Regions from separate parts of the Sus scrofa genome. Here regions 2 and 3 are each linked to region 1. Evidence: chromatin contacts called from public HiChIP or PLAC-seq data. All regions are on one chromosome and are shown on one strand. Each heading gives the region's core, a stretch centred on a gene start, on an enhancer-like site or on the middle of the called end of the contact. The rest is flanking DNA. Distances are from core to core; before and after follow the strand shown. Region 1 holds the start of SLC25A38 (solute carrier family 25 member 38). Region 2 overlaps LOC110256577 (a long non-coding RNA gene). Region 3 holds the start of RPSA (ribosomal protein SA).

Region 1 (2,871 bases), core at 235-2,734:
AATAATGGGAAGTTGGGGGTCCAGGTAAGAGATAAAACCATAATCTTAATAATCTAGACCAGTTGCTATCCAATAGAAAAGTAGTTCAAGCCACTAGTATAATCTTTTTTTTAGGGCTGCATGCAAAACCTCATGGTCACTAGTCGGGTTTATTAACCACTGACGGGAACTCTGCCACTAGTATAATCCTAAGTGTTCTAGTAGCCACACTAAAAAAGCAAGAGGTAAAACTAATTTTGAAAATTATTTCACCTCATTCAATACACCCAAAATGTCGTTTTGAGGTGGAATAATAACTCAGGTAGTCAGTATAGGAGTATGGGCTTCGATGCATTCTTTGATATGGCTATCGATTAACATTTACGGTTTAAGGGCTCCAGGGAGTAACATCCCCACAGACCTTGTTTACTACAGGGAGTGTACCTATGCCCAGATGGACATTAATCTCTAACCCCAAGTGACTCAGTCTATGGGAAGAGAAGGGCAAAGAAACCTTGAGCGTTATGGGACATTTCCACCCCTAAAACCCCTATTGGACAAGGACTGATATAAGTAATTGGGCAAGGCCAATGAGAGAAAACTGCATCTTTCTGGAACCCATGTTGGTAACCCCTATCTTTAAGGGATAAAAAACCCTATAGGACAATAGGAAGGGGGGACTCCTTCTCCCTCCCAGCTGTCCTGGGAGTTGTTTGCTTTCCTGTAATAAAGACTTGGCTGGCTTGCTACCTGTGTGTTAGTGAGGTTCATTCTTCCCCTCCCTTGAATAAGAACCTGGATTCAGGTAACATCTTTCCAGTATCAGTTTCATTATGTAATAATGTAAAGATTACTCAGGAGATTATTTTATCTTATTGCCATGTTTTATTTATTTACTTATTTTTGTCTTTTTGCCATTTCTTGGGCCGCTCCCACGGCATATGGAGGTTCCCAGGCTAGGGGTCGAATTGGAGCTGTAGACACCTTCGCCAGAGCCACAGCAAAGGGGGATCCGAGCCTCGTCTGTGACCTACACCACAGCTCATGCAACGCCAGATCCTTAACCCACTGAGCAAGGCCAGGGATCGAACCCACAATCTCGTGGTTCTTAGTCGGATTCGTTAACCACTGCACCACAATGGGAACTCCTCGCCATGTTTTAAAAAATCTCTTCAGCACATTTCTGAGGTGAAGTTTTCAGCGTTTAAAGGGAAATGTGGATGTGCCAAAACAAAAAACTCCTGTTTAACCGGAAAATATTCCACATTGCTTCGGTTTTTTAAAAAAGTTAATTAAAATTAAATGAAATGTAAAATTCTGGTCTTCAGTCACACTAGCCATATTTCAAGTGTTATACAGCCATAGATGGCTACTGGCAACCCTATAGGTCACAGCAGGTCTCGACCGTAGCTGTTCTCCAACCGGGCCCTCAAAAGCATACGTCGGCGCAGATGACCGACCTAGTAAGCTCTGGGCACAAGAAAGCCACAAATCCTGCAGTTTCAGATCTCTCCACCAGGTGGCACTAAAGAGCACACCCTCGCCAGCGCGTGACGCGTTTCCAACCCCGGAAGCTAAATCCAGCTGTTCTATCCAGTTCCTCCCGCTTTCTCCACCTCCCGGTCGCACCCAGGCTAATATTCTCAAGTCATCAAGTCGGCAGCAGGGCATGATGGGCAGGACAGCAGGGCCGCAGAGTCTGCGAAGCGAGTGAAGAGAGGCGCCTGGAGCACACAAGGGCAGTGGGCTCGCAGGCCGGGACCCCTGACTGGCGCAGACTACAAAGAGGCCCCCGCAGTAGAACGCGTCGCCTGGCTACCGCCATCGAGTTGTCTTCTCCAGGACCTCCAGGGTCGGACCTGAGTTCCCACGGTCGGCAACCCGGGCCCAGTACACTCGCAGGCCTCCCCTCCAATGATCCAGAAGTCACGCCCGGCGCTGCTGCAGCCTCAGGATGTTGGAGACAGAGTGGAAACTCTTATGGTAAAGTGCGAGGAAGGGAAGGCAGGGGTTCCTGCATCGTCGGCTTGGGGAGGGAAATGTGGAAGGTTGCCGAGGCTCAGCAGCCCACGGTGAACCTTTTTTTTTTTTTTTTTTTTTTTGCGCCCCAGATACACGCATAACAGGTTGGGGACCTGGCAGCAGAAATGGAGTTTGACTAAGATTAAAAGAGGGAGGGAGAAGGAAAGAAGTTGCAGTCCAACCCTTGGGACAGGCAAGCAGAGGTCTCGATACTACATTGGGTAGAGATAGGCGGAATTGCTGGGGCCTTGGGAGGTATGAGGGGAATGTGCCCGTGTGGCCCGGAATGAGGTGCGAGTGCTACAGGAAGTTGCTTTGATTTGGAAGTCTAAAGTGACAGATGGGAGGACACCTGGGTAGATATTTGGACCATTGCAAGGCCTGGTAGTAGCGCTAAGCCTAGGAAGCGGTCGGTCCTCGAGGGAGGTGGGTTCGGACTGTACCGCTCCCACAAGCTGGACGAGAGGACCCTCTGGGTATCCCCCACTTCGCGGCTTGCCTGGAGCAGTTGCTGTTTGCTTGAGCCTCCAAGCCACGCCCCTCCCATGTCTGGATTGGCTGCCATGGTCGTGTCGCGGGGCTGCTATTGGTGGGGGCGGAGGCGGGGCTGGGCAGGCGGGGCTAGGAGGAAGGTCCCGCTGAGTTACTACTCGTGGTGAAACGAGGCTTAGTTGCCGCTTGGCCTTAGGCTGGGAGCGCTGGTCTGCAGCGGCGGCGGAAGCTTTCCTCTCTGAGGTCAAGGTTATGGTCCACCTGCGCTCAGGGCAGGGCTGGAGTGTGGTTTTTTGTTTTGTTTTGTTTTGTTTTAAGCCAAGGCTGTGGTGTCTTCTCTACGTCTATATCTTTGAACACATGCTTACCTGTTTCTCT
Region 2 (2,871 bases), core at 243-2,742, 56 kb before region 1:
GCTGGATCCTTAACCCACTGAGGGAAGCCAGAATCAAACCCATGTCCTCATGGATACTAGTGGGGCTCATTACTGCTGAGCCACTATAGGAACTTCTGAACCTGTTGTGTTTTAAAAATCTTTGACTCGCCCCTGAACTGTCTGCATTTTTTGCTGGAGGCCCCCATGGAAAAGCTTCTTGAATTGCTTTGAGAGTTCCTTGAATGCAGTTGTGCTCCCATCCCAAGGGTGATCTTTGGAGACCCTGCACCTGGTCCCAGGATACCCACTTAAGTGACTGTGTACAAGCCCCTGAGTCCTCGTGTTGTGAAGCAAAAGGCTTTTCCTTTAGTCTCCCAGGCCTTCCCTCAGTCTTAAAAGGCTGACTCAAGAGTTAATGATTAAGGGAGTTCCTGCTGTGGCACAGCAGAAACAAATCTGACTAGTATCCATGAGGATGTGGGTTCAGTCCCTGGCCTCGCTCAGTGGGGTCGAGGATCTGGCGTTGCTGTGAGCTGTGGTGTAGGTCGCAGACACGGCTTGGATCCCATGTGGCTGTGGCTGTGGCTGTGGCCGGCAGCTACAGCTCAGATTTGACCCCTAGCCTGGGAACTTCCATATGCTGTGGGTGCAAAAAAAAAAAAAAGTTGATGACTACGAAATACTGTAACAGCTAAAAACTAGTTAAAACAGTCTGTGTTATGTTATGCCCTGCCTTGGCCCACTAACTTCCTCTAACTGGCTTTTTACAAATGATTTCTTCCTTGCTTAAATACTTTCTTTTACTAATGATTACTTTCTAGTTGGAGTTTTATTGTGGGCCTAGTGTTTTCCTTTGAAACACCCCCTAAAGTCCCCTTCCTTTTGTGAGCAAATTTCACTGCAGGGAGAAAGTCAAGGTGTGATAACCCTAAGAACCACCAGAAACAGTCACTAGACCACCAGACTCCAGCCTTGATGACTTTGAAATAATCTATGGAGGGAGAAGAAAGCAAGCACCCTAATCCTTTTCACCAGCCCTGTTTTGTTTTTGTTTTTTGTTTTCTGTTTTCTTGGGTTTTTTTTTAGCTAAACCTATAAAACCCCTTGCTAAAGGGAGGACACAGTTTTGAAGGTGTAAGCCTGCTGTTGTTTCTGCTTTACCCAAAATTCTGTCTCTGAGACTCAATTGGTACTGGTGTACAGGAGGCTGGGTTTTGACTACAACCTGGGCTGGAAGAACAGTCGGGAGGACCTGCAGAAAGGCAGGCAGCTGGCACACAGAGGATTCCTGAAAACTGCTCATTCTTCTCTGTCTTTATTGGCAGCTGCTTTTTTCCTGACCCTCTATGTGCCAGATAATTGATTCTGAACAGTATGTTCGAGGCACATAGGCTGATGCCACATCTCACAGATGATGTCATTTGGAACCTCACTGTGATGGAAGGGCACACGCTTCCTTGTACAGTGAGTCAGAGCCATGCAACAGTTGACCAACCGTAGTTGTGGGCAGATATTTTCAAAACCGCTTTTGAGTCATTCTTTCTACCCTCCCTCTAACTGTGTGAGTAGCAGAGCTGGCTGGCTGGAGGCTGAGCCCACGCGTGCGTGCCTGCCCATTTCCTGCTCTGCATGACTTGAAGGAGGGACCAGGTCCTCTCTAGGACCTCTCCAGGCTGCACACCTAGTGCGCCTGCTCTCTGACTGACTACCCAGTTCTAGCAGATTTATGACATTCTCTTGTAGATATACTCCACAGAGCCCTGAGCTGGGACTGGGGACAAGGCATGCAGAACTTTGAATTCCACTGGAGGCTTCCCAGAGACACACCTATGCCAAACCCTGGGAGGGATGAAAGGAAAAGACAGAGGGAGAGAAATAAATAGAGAAAGAAGGAGAATTTCCAGGTAATTTAGGCAATGAGAAGGTCTAGAAGCGCCCTCCTGGTACAGAACACCTAAGACACTGGATAATTATTTTAAAACACCTTTTAAAATCAATGACCAATGTGGCAGAAAGGTAAGGGGAGTCCCCAGAGCCTAGGATGCCGATCCAGAGAGGTGAGGGGAGGTGGCACCTGAATGGCCTGGGGCACCCTGTGGTCCCTCAGGTCTGGAGCCTGGTCTTTATGGCTTAACCCCTGCCCAAGGAGGATGGAGACTAGGTCTGGGCTGGGAAGGATATGACCTCTGTCTGAGGCCCACACTGAGCCTGATTCCCCAAAGCACAGCCCTTTCAATGCCTGTTTTAACTCCTTCCCTAGAAAACAAAGGCCTAGGCAAAGCCTGTGTAGAAATGCCATATTGGGGCGTGTGATTCAAGGGAAGTGATGTTAGGAGAGAAAAAGCAATACAAAGTGGTTTATTCCTGAGCTGGCTACAGCCTCATGAGAAAGTAAGGCTGGTCCCCTGGTCATGTGGGACTTTTGCTAGGGCCCCAGGGAACTGCTGCCTCCTAGAGCATTGCCTGCAAGGACAAAAGACAAGCAGTTTAATCATCAGTTTTTCTGTCTCTTTGGTCCACATTCCCCTGGCATTCACATCCCTGCATCTGTGGGTTGTGTAACCTGAGCTCTCTGCGCAGCTGATGGGAAAGCCAGAGGCTCCATGGGTGTAGGCAGGTCAGACCTAGAAGCAGAGCTGTCATGTCCCTGGTGCTGTGGGCATGACTGGGGCTGCCCAACAGCCTTCACCTCATCCCCGGGGAAACTGAGATGCTGGCAGTACCAGGAATTGAGGCTCAGGAGGTGGAGACCTACACTTAGAATGCTGGGGACCGTATGGGCCCCCACTGGGGTGCTCTGGCTGGGAGGCAGCCAGTGTTCAGAAGGCCAGCGAGGCTGAGCAGTCCTGGGGAGGCACCTGAGCTGGGTCCAGGTTAAAATCTATAGAGACAGATGGTTGATTAATAAAT
Region 3 (2,871 bases), core at 265-2,764, 42 kb after region 1:
AGAATCCAACTGCAAAAGCTTGGGTCTCTGCAAAGGTTTGGATTTGATCCCCAACCTGGTGAAGTAGGTTAAAGGATCCAGTGTTGCTGCAGCAGCGGTGGAATTTCCACAAGTTGGGGATACAGCCTTTAAAAAAAGAAGCAAACAGAAAAAACTCCAAGTAATTCTAAGTGCAACCAGGCTTAAATCTTCATACGCCTAATAATCAGGCATTGATTGATAGACTGATTGATTGATTCTTAAGACCAGGGCATACAGAGAATCTGCACCACAGCAGCGAAAGGAGTCATAGCAGTGACAGCGTGGAAACCTAAACCTGCTGCACCAGGAGGGAACTCCAGTTTTCTTTACAATAATTTAATGCCTAGGGTTTCAATTTCTCAAAATAATCGCCCTCATCCGGCAACTCCCTTTTGTACCATAGAATGTATTTCTTTTTAATTTTTAAACTTTTTTGCTTTTTAGGGCCACACCTGTGGCATATGGAAGTTCCTGGGCTAGAGGTTGAATTGCAGCAGGAGCTGCCGGCCTACATCACAGCCTCTGCAAAGCTGGGCTTAACCCAGTGAGCAAGGCCTGGAATCAAACCTGCAACCTCATGCATACTAGTTGGGTTGGTAACCACTGAACCACAATAGGAACTCATTTTATTTTTAAACCACTTTATTATTTTTTTCCTTTTTTGGCCACCAGGTGGTATATGGAGTTCTCTAGCCAGGTATCGGATCAGACATCCAGTGGCTACCTGGGTGCAGCAACGCGGGGTCCTTAACCCATCGTCCAGGACCGGGAATCAAATCTTTGTCCCAGCGCTCCCAAGATGCCCACGGACCGCACTGCACCAAAGCGGGGACTAAAGTATTTTATTTTTTTAAGGACTTTATGGTATTGGGTGGAATAAATACTAACTAATCTATTAATGGATATTATAATTTTCACTCCACAAGAAAAAAAGTATGCAAACTATTCCTGCAGTCTTGTTCTGCCCCCCCCAAACTTCCTGTAAAATAATTTTTTCCTAGGAGACTTGTTAATTTTTTATTTTATATTGGAGTATACTTGGTTTACAATGCTGTGAAGATAACTTTTTAAAAATCTGAATTACACAGTAACTTGTCCTCCAAAAAAATCAAAATGAGTTTTCCAGCTTTTGTTTACCCAAAACAAGCTTGTGTTCAACACCCCTTTGCACGTAAGGAAACTGCAGCTTACAAGAGAGACCACTCAAGTTGATAGGTACGAAAAGCTGCGAAGGAACTCGGATGCCCGACTGGCTGGTTGGCTGGTTTCCCGGACGCGTCCCTGCACACAAACCGTGCGCTCCCAGGACCCAGCCCGCGAGGGACTTCGCTGACGTCCACCGCAACGCCGCAGCCGGTCTTCCGGAGGAAGGCCCGCCCCCATGACTGCCTGCTTAGTTCGCCCTTCCGCTCGGCTCTTCGTTGTCATTGGCTGGCAGCAGACTATATAAGGACGTCATTTCCGCTTACCCTTCCTTTCCGCGCTGCCCAGACCGGGGTCCACACGGCGTTGTTCTTGGTGAGTTGTTTGTGGGTGTCCGGGCGTCCCCCAAGGCCACCAGAGCGAGCTTCTCGTTCAGAGGAGCAGTGCGGGGACCTGGGGGGAAGTTTTCAGACGGAGCGCGTCTGTCTCGGGCCGGCGCGCTCCCCTTCAGGTCGGGCGGCCTGCACGTGGCGGGACTCGGGCCCGTGTGTTCCCACAAGGCCTCGGAAGCAGACTGGGGCCTCGACCCCGGGTGCCGGTGGGCAGGATGCCTAGAGTTAGGCCTACGCAAAGCATTGTTGTCGCTTCAACATTCGGCGGTAAACCCAGAGATTTAGCCGCCGATATTCTCCAGTTTCTTGGGCTTGTCGGTTTTCCCTGTTCCCCGTTCAGGAGTTAGAATTTCTGATGCTGGACAGGCTAAATAAAAGGTCCAGGTTCTGTCCAAAAGAATTTGGACAAGGAATGCAAATTAGAAGTCACAGAAATTGTGGGGTAGACAGAAATGAAGCAGTTTATTAAGGGGCGGAGGCGAAAGTACTCCCAAAGAATGTAGGCGGCTTCCTGGGTGAGAAGCGCACGGAACGCTTTTTCTGATTAGGGGCGGAAGATGCATTGCTGGGAGCTTTGTGGTGGGTTCTTGATTGCACCTGGCTACATCATGTTCTGTTCTGTTGCTGCGTGTCTCCTGGAGCCGCTGCATGCGCTTTAAAAGCCATTTCACCTTACTATTAAAGCGCAAAATGTGGAAAATAGTAACGGCGATCACCTACAGCCTGAGTATAAGTACTGCGCAAGCTCGGCCAAGCTCTGAGTTTTATGGTTTTCTTTCTTTATGCCCTGCATTTGGCATACCATTTGTGAGCGCTTATACAAATGAGTGGGTGTTACAGTCATTGGTGGGGGGTGTGTGTGAGGGGTCATGTTCTCTTATTTTCATTCCAGCTGCACCTTCCCAAAGAAAGGGATTTTTGTCCTTATTTAGTTTTTACCTGAAATGTCATGAAGTTGTGCATAATGGAAACTTTACCGGCAAGGCTAATTTCATTGTAATGAAGGTATAATGTGCAAACTGGTTACATTCAGACCCTTGAAATTACTGTCTTTTCCCACCTTTCTTAGTTTTCCTCCAGGGCACTTATGTCTCCAAGATGTGTGGTTTCCTGTCATTCTGGAGATTGCTGCTTTTCTTTGTCTTCTAAGGGAATCCTGTTGTTTACGTGATGGATGGTTTCCTGCCATTTGGCCCTTGGCTCCCCTTTCTCTACTCACACCTAGACCACTCTTTCTAAAGAAAGATCACAGGATTTGTTGCAATTTTTTGTTTGTTTGTTTTTTGTCTTTTTGCCATTTCTTGGGCCGCTCCCG

Evidence for each region. HiChIP or PLAC-seq counts read pairs in DNA pulled down with a chosen protein or histone mark.
Region 2: a contact with region 1 is called in an H3K27ac HiChIP or PLAC-seq map of alveolar macrophages. The contact joins the enhancer-like site here to the promoter of SLC25A38 in region 1. A contact is called at or near these places in 1 of 5 promoter capture datasets (liver), 6 of 47 Hi-C or Micro-C datasets (alveolar macrophages, blood, embryonic fibroblasts and 1 more) and 1 of 2 datasets of contacts at active chromatin or transcription factors (alveolar macrophages).
Region 3: an H3K27ac HiChIP or PLAC-seq map of alveolar macrophages shows a contact between it and region 1. The contact joins the promoter of RPSA here to the promoter of SLC25A38 in region 1. A contact is called at or near these places in 1 of 5 promoter capture datasets (liver), 7 of 47 Hi-C or Micro-C datasets (adipocytes, alveolar macrophages, embryonic fibroblasts and 3 more) and 2 of 2 datasets of contacts at active chromatin or transcription factors (alveolar macrophages and skeletal muscle).

The regions. Positions count from the first base shown.
Region 1 is chr13:24,029,087-24,031,957 of Sscrofa11.1, forward strand. It overlaps SLC25A38 (solute carrier family 25 member 38), which reads left to right and starts at 1,485. Exons shown (of 7, transcript XM_003358375.2): 1 at 1,485-1,962. The coding sequence starts at 1,894.
Region 2 is chr13:23,972,784-23,975,654 of Sscrofa11.1, forward strand. All of the region lies in intron 2 of LOC110256577 (a long non-coding RNA gene), which reads left to right. Among named protein-coding and RNA genes, the nearest start is that of CX3CR1, 17 kb to the left of the region's middle. Within about 2 kb of position 1,493, at least 14 of the 83 cell types and tissues checked have an H3K27ac peak or open chromatin away from gene starts, as enhancers often do. A contact at or near this core is called in alveolar macrophages and embryonic fibroblasts, where this site is marked.
Region 3 is chr13:24,071,037-24,073,907 of Sscrofa11.1, forward strand. RPSA (ribosomal protein SA) reads left to right here and starts at 1,515. Exons shown (of 7, transcript NM_001037146.2): 1 at 1,515-1,539.